3 separate regions of the Sus scrofa genome follow, and regions 2 and 3 are each linked to region 1. Evidence: chromatin contacts called from public Hi-C and HiChIP or PLAC-seq data. All regions are on one chromosome and are shown on one strand. Each heading gives the region's core, a stretch centred on a gene start, on an enhancer-like site or on the middle of the called end of the contact. The rest is flanking DNA. Distances are from core to core; before and after follow the strand shown.

Evidence for each region. Hi-C and Micro-C count contacts between places; a contact is called where the count stands out from the background. HiChIP or PLAC-seq counts read pairs in DNA pulled down with a chosen protein or histone mark.
Region 2: a contact with region 1 is called in a Hi-C map of liver, with 9 times the contacts expected there. The contact joins the promoter of CEND1 here to the promoter of TSPAN4 in region 1. A contact is called at or near these places in 1 of 47 Hi-C or Micro-C datasets (liver) and 2 of 2 datasets of contacts at active chromatin or transcription factors (alveolar macrophages and skeletal muscle).
Region 3: an H3K27ac HiChIP or PLAC-seq map of alveolar macrophages shows a contact between it and region 1. The contact joins the promoter of CHID1 here to the promoter of TSPAN4 in region 1. A contact is called at or near these places in 4 of 47 Hi-C or Micro-C datasets (liver, mesenteric adipose tissue, retroperitoneal adipose tissue and 1 more) and 2 of 2 datasets of contacts at active chromatin or transcription factors (alveolar macrophages and skeletal muscle).

The regions. Positions count from the first base shown.
Region 1 is chr2:530,291-534,316 of Sscrofa11.1, forward strand. It overlaps TSPAN4 (tetraspanin-4), which reads left to right and starts at 1,909. Exons shown (of 9, transcript XM_003122396.5): 1 at 1,909-1,998. POLR2L (DNA-directed RNA polymerases I, II, and III subunit RPABC5) reads right to left here. Exons shown (of 2, transcript XM_003122384.5): 1 at 1,518-4,026; 2 at 324-571. The coding sequence starts at 1,612. The coding sequence ends at 463. LOC102159969 (lysine-specific demethylase 6B-like) reads right to left here. Exons shown (of 2, transcript XM_013989732.2): 2 at 1,899-2,540. The coding sequence ends at 1,899.
Region 2 is chr2:488,827-492,852 of Sscrofa11.1, forward strand. It overlaps CEND1 (cell cycle exit and neuronal differentiation 1), which reads right to left and starts at 1,755. Exons shown (of 2, transcript NM_213866.1): 1 at 1,739-1,755; 2 at 1-491. The coding sequence starts at 394. It overlaps SLC25A22 (mitochondrial glutamate carrier 1), which reads right to left. Exons shown (of 10, transcript XM_003122398.5): 10 at 2,462-4,026. The coding sequence ends at 3,894.
Region 3 is chr2:569,129-573,154 of Sscrofa11.1, forward strand. It overlaps CHID1 (chitinase domain containing 1), which reads right to left and starts at 1,665. Exons shown (of 13, transcript NM_001243810.1): 1 at 1,622-1,665.

The sequences.
Region 1 (4,026 bases), core at 659-3,158:
TGCCTGGAAGCAGTGCTCTCAGGGTGGCAGCTGTAACCCTAGGGGCTCTGTTCAGGATCAGAAAGTCTGGCTCTTCAGGTCCTGGGGGAGTGGACGTGAGGACTGCCACGGGGGGGGGGGGGGGGGGAGCACTGGCACCTCTGTGCCTTCTGGGGGCAGGAGTGAGCCCCTGGCGGAGCACTACCATGTGGCCGGCTCTGCCTCCTCCGGAGCAGCGAGGGCCGAGTTCACCCCAAAGTGGCCTCGCCCGCCAGGCAGGACACCGGGACGGGGGGGATGGGAGGGGCAGGGCGTCCCACAGAGCCAGGCCGACTCTTAAGACCTCCTTGGGTCTTCAAAAGCTTTTATTGGATGGTTCTGTCCAGAGAGGGAGACGTGTGCACAGGGCTGTGGGCAGGCAGGCCTCCAGCTCCCCACACCTCCGGAGGGTCTCTGGGCCAACCGCTGCGTGTCGGCTGCATGTCACTTCTCCAGGGGCGCGTAGTTGAGCAGCTTCTCGATCAGGTCCACGTGGGCCAGCAGCATGCGGCGGCAGCAGTAGCGCTTCAGGCCCAGCGCGTCCAGGGCATCCCTGCAGGCCAGGAGAAAGCTGATAGGGCCTGGCCCGGGCTGGAGCAGACGCAGCTCAGCGGCTGCAGGGTCGTTCCTCGGCCCTGCTCCCAGAGTCGAGGAGACACGGCCCATCACTCTCAAGGCCTCTGGTGTGCACAGGTGGCAGCTTGGCAAAGGGGAGGCGAGGCTGGGCGGCCCCTGCCCGTGACCTCCCAGGGATGGGTCCTGTGCAGGTGCCGGCGGTAACTCACACTCTGCTCGCTCTAGCAGCCTCCTCAGAGCCGGGCGCCAACACCCAGCCCATCCATTGCTTCCCTGTTTCCCGACATGCCAGCACCGAGAGCCTACGGCTCGCTTGCGGGCACACCCCAGGGCCCAGAGGTTCAAATATGATCAGGGCACGGCGCCGGCCCCACAGGAGCCAAACGTCAGACTCTAGTCAGGGCAGAAATTCAGACATGGTGCTAACTGCAGTGCCAAGGGGCCAGCACAGGAAAAGGACCCCCACTCCCCAACGACCGCCCGCGGATGAGGGCTACGCGGTTAGTAAACTTGCCCCGTGTAATTGGTAAAAACCAAACGAGTCTACAGAACGTGGGGTGGGCCTAACAACGGACAGCAAGTGGAGAGAGGAGGCCGAGGCCTTATTTGCGGAGTAGGCGCCGAGACTCGCGAGGATGCCTAGAAGCCCCCGACACGAGCGGCTTCGTGCCCAGCCCCCCTCCCCTCCTCTCCCCGGTCTGCGGGGTGGCGGGGACTGCTTTTCTGAGCACACACCCGGAGAACAGCGCCGGAAGAGACTCGCGTACTGAACGCCTCCAGGGTCACCTGGACTCTGACGGGAGTACTGCTGGCCCCCGCTCCGCAGGCCGGGACCCGCCGACCCCAACCCCCCCGCGGGCTGGCGGCCCGGGAAGCGCTTCCCGACCGCGCCGGAAGACCCCCTCGCCGGCCCGGCGCCTTACCCCTCGGTGTACTCGGCCTGCAGCAGCCCCAGGTAGGCCTCCCACTTGTTGCCGACGATCTTGCCGCACGTGAAACAGCGAACAGGGATGATCATGGCGGCAGCGAGGCAGCCAGCGGCCAAGCGCCTAAATCCCACGGCGCTTCCGCCTGCGGCGCTGGCCCCGCCCCGGGCGCGCCCATAGCATGGGGGGGTGACCGTCCCCTCCCAAACTCCCCCGCCCGGCTCGCCCTTCGCCGACCGGCCTTGCCCGTCCCGGTGCCGTCAGTATCCGCTACCCGCGGCGGCGAGTTTCCTCCGCGCGGATCGGGGTTCCCGGGGTCCACACTGCCGCGGCAGTAGCAGATGGAGACCCCCGTCTGCCGCTTTGGTACGTCCCGATCTACGGCGCCCGGGCAGGGCCGGAAGGGCCCGGCGGCGGCGTTCGCTTTTCTCGTGTGCGGATGACTGACAGCTGCGCGGCGGGCTGAAGGCGCGCACAGGTACAGCGCCCTCGGCGGGGACGCAGCTGGGGTCCCGCTGCCCGCGCGTCAGAGCCGGGACCAGCTCCGAACCCGGGCCCACGAGCTGGCGCGAGTTTCGGGCCCCGAGTGTGGAGCCCGAGCGGATTCGCAGCAACAAGTTGCGCTTCGGGCGGGGGGGCGCGGCGACCCCCGCAGGCGCGGAGAGCGGCTGACCTGCGGCCAGTGCGTGCTGGGCGACAGGAAAGGAAGTCGCCCCTGCCCGCGGACCCCCAGGGGTCTCTGCGCTGAGTCTGTGGGCCCCCCGGGGTCGCCGCCCGGCCCGATCGCCCACTAATGATCCCGGCCCGGTAGTTGCCCGTATCCTTGACGGCGGGAGGGTGCGGTGGAAGCGACCAGACTGGCGGCTCCAACCCCTGGCGCTGCTTCGATCCGTCTCGCCCCTGTCCCTCCTCCCTTCTTCCTGGGCAAAGGGCTGAGAGAGGGTGCGGGAAGGGGCTAGCTGCACGCGTCGCAGGCCAGGCTGTGTTGGGTCGGTTGCCTGTGATCTGGGAACGTCGGACCTGTGCGGGCGGGGAGGGTGGTCAGGGGGTCGTCGTGGGTGCAGTGTCTTTTGAGCTGAACCTTGAAGAGCCATCCCGAGTGTGTGTGAGGGAGCAGGACCGTCCAGCACTGGGAATCCTTAGGCAGAGGTCTGGAGGCGGAACCCATGGGAACGCTTTTGCTCTTGGGCCAGAGTAGATGCCATGTGGGAGCTGGAAGTGACGGCTCAGGAGCCCCGACAGACTGAAAGGGAGGGAGGCTGTATCTCTGGGAATGAGGTGGGGTTAGTCTCATAATTCTGAGGCTGGGGCCTGGGGGGAAGGGCCGTGTACAGTGAGAAGTAGGGAAGCCTCCCTGGAGGAGGTGAGCTTTGGGCCAAGGAGGAGGGCGGATGTGTGCACAGTGGCGCTTGTGACTTAGGGAGCCCTGCGGGCTCTCAGCACCAGCGCTTGTTGGGGTGGGTGGGGCCAAGCTGGCCCCAGGCATCAGCTAACGGTCCGGCTTTCACTGAGGTCCCCAGGGTGCTGGAGAGGCTGGCCAGAGCTGCTGCCCGCCTGGACTTTGTGTCCCCACCTTCGCCCACCCTGCCACGTGCAGAGCCACGTGCAGAGGCCACTTCCCTGCCCACCCCTTCCCAGGCGGGCTGGACGCACATCCTGCCTTGAGTCACAGGGGCCTGGGGTCAGACCCAGGCTCAGCTGCAGAGGCGGCCGCGTCTGCGGAGGTGAGGGAGACGGGGGACCTGGGATGCCAGCTGGCGAGAGCTGGGAGTGGGAGCGGGTGTGGGCAGAAGGCTTCCTGGAGGAGGGGCCGCCTCTCGCCCAGCGGTTGTTTACTCCCAGGGAGGGAGGACAGGGAGCCAAGTGGACATTCCTGGAATTCTGAGAGCTGCGTGTGGACTGGGGGGGCGGTGGCAGCCTCTCTCCAGCGTCCCGATTTCCCAGGAGAGGCCGTGGGGGCGGCCTGGCTGCGTGCGGGCCCCACACTCACGTGCAGAGGCGCCCTGGGGCACTTGCCCCTCCGGCTCCACTCCCCTGGCCCAGGCCTGGCCACACTATACCAGAGGCCCCGCGCGCCTCCGAGGTCAGCCCTGCCCCCTGCTCAGCGGCCCTGGGTGGCTCTGTCCTTCTGTGTGTGCCGCGGGGAGCAGGCCGGAGTGGGCAGGAACAGGAGGGGTAGGGAGGGAGAGCTGCGCTCACATGCGGTTTGGAACCCGTGAGCCTGTTTCCTGCTGGAGAAGGGTCACTTCGGGGCAGGCGGGGCACAGGGGAATTGGGCACTGAGGTTTATGCTGAGACCCTTGGCCCCGAGTGTTGTCCTGGAAACAGGCTGGCCTCGGGGACAGCGCTGTCCCCAGGAGTCAGCTGACGGGCCCCCTGGTCCTGCTTCGCAGCCTCTGCTTCCCCCGTCTGTGCAGTGTGGGTGGAGCAGAAGCTGCCCGGCTGGAGGGCCCCGATCCTGGCTGTGTAGGCCTGGGGTCCTGGGCTCAGCGCCGAGTCCCCAAAG
Region 2 (4,026 bases), core at 505-3,004, 42 kb before region 1:
CGAGAATCAGGGCTGCAGCCGCCATGGCTATGCCCCCGGCCACAAGCAAGGGGTTCAAGTTCTCAAAAGGGCAGGGACCTCGGCCCCCTGGGCCCCCGCTGGGGGCCTCGGCCTCCTCAGCCCCATCCCCAGGGCCCTTGGGCTCGGGGGCTGCATCTGGGCTACTGGGGGCTGCGGGCGCCGGCTTCAGGTTGCTGTGGTTGTCGAGAAGGGCCGAGGTCTTCTTGGCAGGTGGCAGGGTGGGGGCCGCCGGGGGCTCCTGCTTCTCTGCCTTTTGGGCCTCCTGCTTCTTGGCTGAGGGCACTTTCCCATCCACAGCCGGGGGCGCCCTGGCCTCAGTGGTAGCCTTGGCGTCGGCCTTGGGGCTGTTGGCCGACCTCCCTCTGGACTCCATGGCGGGCACGCTGGCGGCGGCGGCGAGGCGTGTGCGGGACGGGCAGGCGTCTGGATCAGGACCGCTCAGGACAGCGAGGCCCTGGGCATTCTATGGCCTGGAGGGAGATGCGATGAGGCTTAAGTGGAGACCTGGCCCCTCCTGTCCAGCCCCCCGCCCCTGGCCCTGCAGAGACTCTACTTCTCTCTCTGGACCCGCCTCTTCCTCCGTCTGGACCACCGCCTGAGAAGCCCCTCCAAGCACACAGGCAGGGGCTCTGGGCCTGCCTTGGGCCAGGGGGCAGATGCGACCGCAGGAAGCCTCATTTCCCTCATCTATGAAGTGGTCTTGCCCACATGTGGCTGCGTCCACCACACTGGCCCTGGGCGGGGAGGTCCTGATGGGGGGGAGAGCCCATGAGCCCCGAGACGCGCTTGCGGGCAGGGGAGCCAGGGGAGAGGTGACGTCTCAGGAGGGAGCTGGGTCCCAGGGGGGCAGGGCAGCGTGGGCACCCAGAGTTCTGGGCTTGCAGGCCCTGGTGGTATAGGAATGGGTCCAAGGCTGCCAGGCCCCGGCTGTGACAAAGCCAAGGCGTCTGCCCAGGAGGCTGGGAAAGCCCAGGTGCAGCAGCAGCAGGCCTGTGCCTCCTGCCCCCCAGCCTGGCCTCGCCCTGCCACGTAAGAGCAGGAGTCCTTCTGGAGCTGAGGCTGTGCCTGCCTCTGGGGGCAGCAGGGACCCCCTGGTGTGAGCCCAGGCTGGGTATGCCTGTCAGCCTCAGCAGCCCTGAAACCGGGCCCAGATCCTCGGGCGGGGCGGGGGGCGGGGGGCGGCAGGAGGACCCGTGCCCTGGTCTTCCTTCCCCGGAGGCCTGGCCCCCAGCTGTGTCTGCTGCTCCCCAGGGAGGTAGAGACGCTTCCACCGCCACCCGCAGGGAGAAGGAGCCTGTGTGGGAGGCGGCAGCCCGGCTTTCCCAACTAAGACAAGGACACTACGGCAATGAAGGTCACCTGAAGGTCACAGCGTGATGAGGGGGGTCCCAGTGAGACGCTTGGCTGCTATTCCGCTTCCCAGAGGACCCCAGCTGCCCTCACCCTGCTGTTCTGGAAGGGCACCCAGCTGCTGAGCAGCAAGTTTGCAAAGGTCAGGTGTGCCCTCCACCTCCCTCACCTTTGTTATTTGGGGCTCATACTGACGTCACGCGGCTGCCCCTCCCCCTCCAGACCTTCGTGCCCCAGAGGGCAAGGGCCTAAAGCGCCGCCCCCCACCCCCGTGACCTTCATAGCAGAGAAGGACCGCTTCGTCCTGCAGGGGCCCAGTGCCCCCATCCCGCCCCAGACCCTGAGCCGGGATTCCCCACCGCCTTACGCTGCTGCTCCCGGCGCTCCCACCTCGGCGCAGCGCCCTCTCTGCCTCTCTGCGGGACCACGGAGGGCGGCGGACAGGGGCTGCGGATGTTAAGGACTAGGAGTTTCCCACAAGGCACTGCTCCCGACGCAGACTGCGGGGCGGAGACCTCCTGAGCACTGGCTCCGCCCTCCTGCTCTTGGCCGCCACAGCGCCCCGGGCTGGCCGGGACCTCTACAGCCTCCAAACCCAGCACCACCTTTTTTTTTTTTTTTTTTTTTTTTTGTCTTTTTGCCTTTCCTAGGGCCGCTCCCGCAGCATATGGAGGTTCCCAGGCTAGGGGTCCAATCAGAGATGTAGCCACAGGCCTACACCAGAGCCACAGCAACGCTGGATCCGAGCCTACACCACAGCTCACGGCAATGCCAGATCCCCAACCCACTGAGCCGGGCCAGGGATCGAACCCGCGTCCTCACGGATGCTAGCCGGGTTCATTAACCGCCTAACCACAACCGCAACTCCTTCCAGCACCACTTTTGATCCCAAGGGCGGCTCAGGGTCAGGAAGGTGAGCAGCTGAGCCTGGCTTCCCCACACCCCCAGCCCAGATCGCGAGGGAGTCCGGAAGACTCGTTCCAGGCCCAAGGGCGGATCCGTGGGCGGCAGACGACCTGGGGCGGGGGGACACCCAGTTACTGGAAGAGGGGGCTGCCTGTCCCTTCCTCACCCCAAACAAAGTCTCAGATTAGAGGCATCTACGTAGAATATTTATTTATCTCCTTACATGACCAGACACAAAAAGTTACAACTTCTTAAAACTCTTCGAAAGAAAAAATAGAATTCTGTAAGCAGCAGCGGCAGCTTCCAAGGTACAGATGTAGCGGGAGAGCAGCTCCCAGGAACAACCGTGAACTGGGGGCCCAGGCCTGAGCCCCAGGTAGTGTCTCCAGGAAGGGGCCACTGAAGAGGGGCCCGGGTGGGGGACACAGCACCAGCACGTCAGCATCAATCACCAACACGATCACGTGGCTGGGGGCGGGGCAGGGCAGGGAGCCTGCCTCGACTCACAACATCAAGGGGGGGTGGGGGCTGGGAGGGCAGAGTTTTACTAAGTGTGGTCGGGGGCCTTGTGCAGAGGCCCAGAGAGCAGAGTGGGCCCTGGGGAGACTGAAGGGACAGCTCCTGGTGCCCCTGCGAGCAGAGCAAATGCCCTCAGGCTCCATACTGGTCCTCGTGACTGCCCTCCCCCATGCCCAGCCCTGGATTGGGGGGGGGGTGTCTGCCAAAGGTGCAGCAGGAGAGGCCGGGCTGCAGCAATGACTTCCTGGACGGGGTCAGTGGGGAGCCTAGGCTGTGTGTACACACCCACACGCACACTCTCTCTGCCTGGCCTCGTGGGAGGGCAGCAGCTCCCCAGAGCCCCCTCCCTGGTGGGCCAGGCCAGCTGAGCGTTGCCTCCAGCTGCTCCCCGCAACATTCATACACACACGCAGACCTCACATGCTCGGGGCCCCTAGCCGCGGGGGGCAGAGGGGCCCATCAGGAGGGATGCTGGGTCCCACAGTGGGGGTGGTGGACCTGTCCTGGGAGTCAGAACTCGAGGTGACCCCCAGCCTAGGATTCCTGGCTCAGTATCGGGGGGGAGGGGCGCCGCAGGAGAGCCCAAAGCTCCTGTAAGGCTGGCCGAGGCAAGAACAGCAGCAGGGGAGGCTGGACGGACAGACAGAGGAATGGACAGAGCCACTTGTGCTCGTCAAGTTAATAAATAGGTTTGTGCACGGTCCCCTCTGTGGACTAGGGGCCAAGCCTCGGGGACGGGAGCTGGTAGACTGGAGGGTAGGGTCCAGCTCGCCCAGTCCGGCCTGGAGACCCCCAGCCCAGAGACCAGCTCTGTCGCTGAGGGAGTCCAGGCTGGAGCGGAGGTGGGGCGAGGCTGGCACCCGGAATGTACGGATGTTTGCGTTTTCTACACAACTAAGACGTTGATCCCAGCGGTCGGCAGGCAGGACCCTGCCCGGCCTATGTGTGCAACACCGAGTGGACTCTGCTCCCCTTGCTCTCGCCCGCCCCACCCCCGGCCGCGTGGGGAGAGCCTCCTGCTGCATCCTGGGAGCGCCGCCTGGCTCTGGCCCCACTCTGGTCCCTCGCGGCTGGAGGGTGGAGGGCGGCCGCTGGGCTCAGGGCTGGCTGCGCTGCAGCCCCAGCAGGGTCTCGGCGATGCCCAGGAAGTAGACCACCTGAGCGATGCCGAACAGCGGGGCGATGACCAGGGCGCGGCAGTAAGCGCCCTTCAGGAAGGCCGAGGGGCCC
Region 3 (4,026 bases), core at 415-2,914, 39 kb after region 1:
TGTTACAGATCAAAAACAGAGGACAAGCCAACATAAATACCCCACGACAGGAGTTCCGGACGTGGCTCAGCGGTAAGGAACCTGACTGACATCTGAGAGGATGCAGGTTCCACCCCTGGCCTCGCTCAGTGGCTTAAGGATACAGTGTTGCCATGAGCTGTGGTGCAGCTGCGGTGCAGATGTGATCTGGTGTGGCTGTGGCTGTGGTGCAGGCCTGCAGCTACAGCTCTGAATGGACCCCTAGCCTGGGATCCTACCTAAGCTGTGGGTGCGGCCCTAAAAAGACAGAAAACAAACGAACAAAAAGGACAAAGAAGGAAAAAAAGCAAGCAAGCAAGCATTTCGGCCCAGCACTGGCAAGGACTAGGGGCGACACTACGCTGATGGCCAGGGCAGCAGTCTCTCTCAGAGCCGTTCCTCGGAGCCCACGTTGGTAAAATCTTCTTGATGAAGCACTCTCACGTTTCCTATGCCATTTTTAAGAAACTGGTTTTTATCTATCAAATCTCACCACTTGGCAAGGTGCAATCTGAGAAAGGCTGGCCCATGGGCCCTGGGTGTCTGACACCAACAGCTGGTAGGACCCCTGAGCCGACGGCCTCGTGAGCAGAAGGCATACAAACTGTGCCTGTGAGCACAAGGTTTGGAGCCAGCTGTGTTTGTGCACCGGGGAGGGTCACGTGTGCTCTCGCATGGGAAGGTGGTGTAAGAGCAGGACCACAGCTCTGGCAGATGTTTGTGTTTTTTTTGTTTTAGGGCTGCAAGTGCAGCATGTGGAAGGTCCCAGGCTAGGGGATGAAGTTCCTGCACCACAGCCCAGCAACACCGGATCCTTAAGCCATTGAGCAAGGCAGGAATCGAACACGCACCTCATGATACTAGCTGGGGTTCATTACCACTGAGCCACAATGGGAACTCCCTCCAGCTGAGGTTTTGATTAACCACTAGTTCTGTCCGCACTCGGGCTGCAGGTGCTGTCCTTGTTCCCTCCACAGATGAGGCTGAGGCACCAGCTCCACGGTGGGTAGGAAGCAGGGACTCTACCAGGCACCCACCCGCCGGGCCTGGCCGCTGGGGGCTCAGGCCTAGGTGGACCCTCCAGCGTGGAAAAGGTGCAGCCCCCAAGGTTTGGGGCAGAGGCAAAGCGGGAGCCAGCCTAGTGCACCCCAACATGCATCTCGCCACCTCTGCCACACCAAGGAGGTGCTGCTCAGCGTACTGCCTCCCCGACCCTGGCTCTGCGCCCCTCCTGCCCACGCCCACACCCCGTCTCAGCCACACCTCCGGTCCAGACCTGCGGAAACACCCATTCCCACACTCCTCTCGTCCACACCCCCACACTGGTTCCTATACCCCCTCTCATGCACACCAGGTCTTACCGCCCCCTCCAGTGCACACCCGCGCACAACCCCTCTCGTCCACACCCCCCATACACCAGTTCCCACACCGACTCTCGTCCACAGCCGCTCACACAGCCGTTCTCCCTTGCACCAGGCCTCCCGCTCTCCGTGCACTCCGCGCGCCCACTCCGCGGAGGGTGACTGAGACCGTAGGAGGCGAGGAAGCAGGAGTCGGCACGCAGGGCGCGGACGCCACCCCCACCAGCCGCTGCGGGGCTCACCTTCATGTCCCGGAGGCCGACCGGAACAAACTCGCGCGTGGCCGGAAGACGCTCACGGCCGCCACCGGAAGTCCCACCCAGGACGCCTGCGCGCCGCCGCCGCGCTAGGCATGCTGGGGGCGGGGCCTGGTGGTGGGTGGGGCGAGTCGAGGGGTGGAGCCTATACGGGGAAGGAAGGGTGAGGGGCGGGGCGGGGCCGAGGGGCGGGGCGGGGCCGAGGGGCGGGTCCTGTGGGAGGAGCTGGCTGAGAGGTGGAGCCGGGAGCTGGGCCGCGCGTCAGCTGGGCGGGCAGGTGGGCTCAGGGAGACCGAGAGTCCGGCGCGTGCGCTGACCCTGGCCTGCTGCGCGCCCCAGGCTCTCCCAGGAACCCAACGCCCTCGCTCGAAATCTCGCACAGGAGTCTCGGTTCCGTTGAGCTCGCGGCCCCCTTGCCTCCCCGGCACGCGCTCCGTTGAATCTTGGGCTCCCGGTGCGACGTGCGTTATGACCGCTCCACGCGGATGACCAGCATGGAGCGCCGCGGCCTCCAGAGCCTCTGCGGGAATTGGCCGGTGGCCAAGGGAACTGTGCCGGACCGACCTCCCATAGGTCCGTGCTCTCTCCTGGATGCGAAAATCGCCTCTCCAGGCTTCCTCCTACTGCCCGTGGCCGCGCCCCCAGCCTAGCCCTCCTCGGTCATCCTTCACCACTCCCTGGATGAGCGCCTCTGGGTCTTTGGCTTTGGTCACCACCCAGGGGCCAGTGGTGCGCACTCTGCTTTCTGGAGCAGGGACACGTGCTCTAGGCCCTCTGGATGGCCCCTGGACATCGAAAATCCCTTATTTCTAGACTTAGTGCTCTCTCTGACCTTGCCACCAGGAACGGCGGCTCTTCTCACCTGCAGATCTCACAAGCTGGAAGCCTCCAAGGCTAAAAGTACACCCTCATCTTCGCCCCTAGCCAGGGGAGTCAGCGACCCTCTGCAATGGCCAGCAGTTCTAACCACAAGGCATTCGACACCTGATACAGGCGGGTAGACTCCCCACCCATCCCTAGCTGTTCCCAGCACAGTTTCCTGCAGAAAACCGCATAGCCGTCCCCACCCTGGCCCCGCTCAGCCAGAGCCCGGACCCGCTGCGTGGCTGTTTCCCCATTTCTGCTGGTCAGAAGGCGTCTCCCTGAACGGAACTTTGCTCTCTTTTTCTGTCCTCGGGTTTCCTTCTTTCTGCTCCTCATGTTTCCTGCCAGCTGACAACCCCCACCCCCTGCCCCATCTTCCTTGGGGCTGGGGCCTGGTGTGCGTGCTGAGGACTGTCTTGTACCCACTTTCAAGTGTCACCGGGTATCCTGTGTTTTTGGCACCCAGCTCAGGCCTGAGGCCTGATCTTTGGCGTGGAGATCCCAGGTCAGGCAGAGCTCCGGAGACGACCCCAGGAGGCTGTGCTGGTTGCAATTCTAGGCCTACCAAGGAGACCCCAGCAAGGCCACAGTTCTCAGTAAGGCACTTAGTCACCTTAAGATGCCATTGAGTGCCGAGCTCTTTGGAGCTAAAGAGTCACTCAGGGTTCAGTCTGGGCCAGCACTGCAGGCCTCAAGAGCAGGCAGGAAGGAGGGGCGGGAGCCCACTGCCAGTCCCCTCTTCAGAGCCCCCACTGGGCAGGGTTTGGGGGTCCTGTGGAGTTGTCCCCCAGCTGGCGTAGCTTGTGGATTGACAACTGACTTCTAGCTTGGATCCCGCCTGGCTGTGGCTATGGTGTAGGCCAGCAGTGACAGCTCCGATTGGACCCCTAGCCTGGGAACCTCCACATGCCACAGGTGCGGCCCTAAAAAGACAAAAGACAAAAAAAGAAGAAAGAAAGAAAGAAAGAAACCCAATTTCTTTATTTTTTTTGTCTTTTCTAGGGCCGCACCCATGGCACATGGAGGTTCCCAGACTAGGGGTCCGATCGGAGCTGTCACTGCTGGCCTACACCACAGCTCATGGCAATGCCAGATCCTTAACCCACTGGGAAAGGCCAGGGATCGAACCCACAACCTCATGGTTCCTAGTCGGATTTTGTTAACCACTGCGCCACGACGGGAACTCCAAAAGCTGACTTCTTTAAATGGGTAGACTTCACCCCGTCACAGGAAGATTTAGACTGAGGCCTGGGCAAGATGAAGCGATTGAGAACCAAAGTGTTCATGTTTACGTGTTAGGCCAAACGTGACGGTATTTGGCGTTTCATGTTTCCAGAACATTTAAGACGACTTGGGGTTCACCATTTTAAGTACTTGATCTGTTGAGTATATGAGCTCGAAAAGCACCTGAGATTATGTTGTCAGTTCTAATAAGCCGGGTACATAGAAGTAAAAAGTATTTCATTCATTCATTCATTTATTCATTTTGCTTTTCAGGGCCGCGCCCACAGCACATGGAGGTTCCC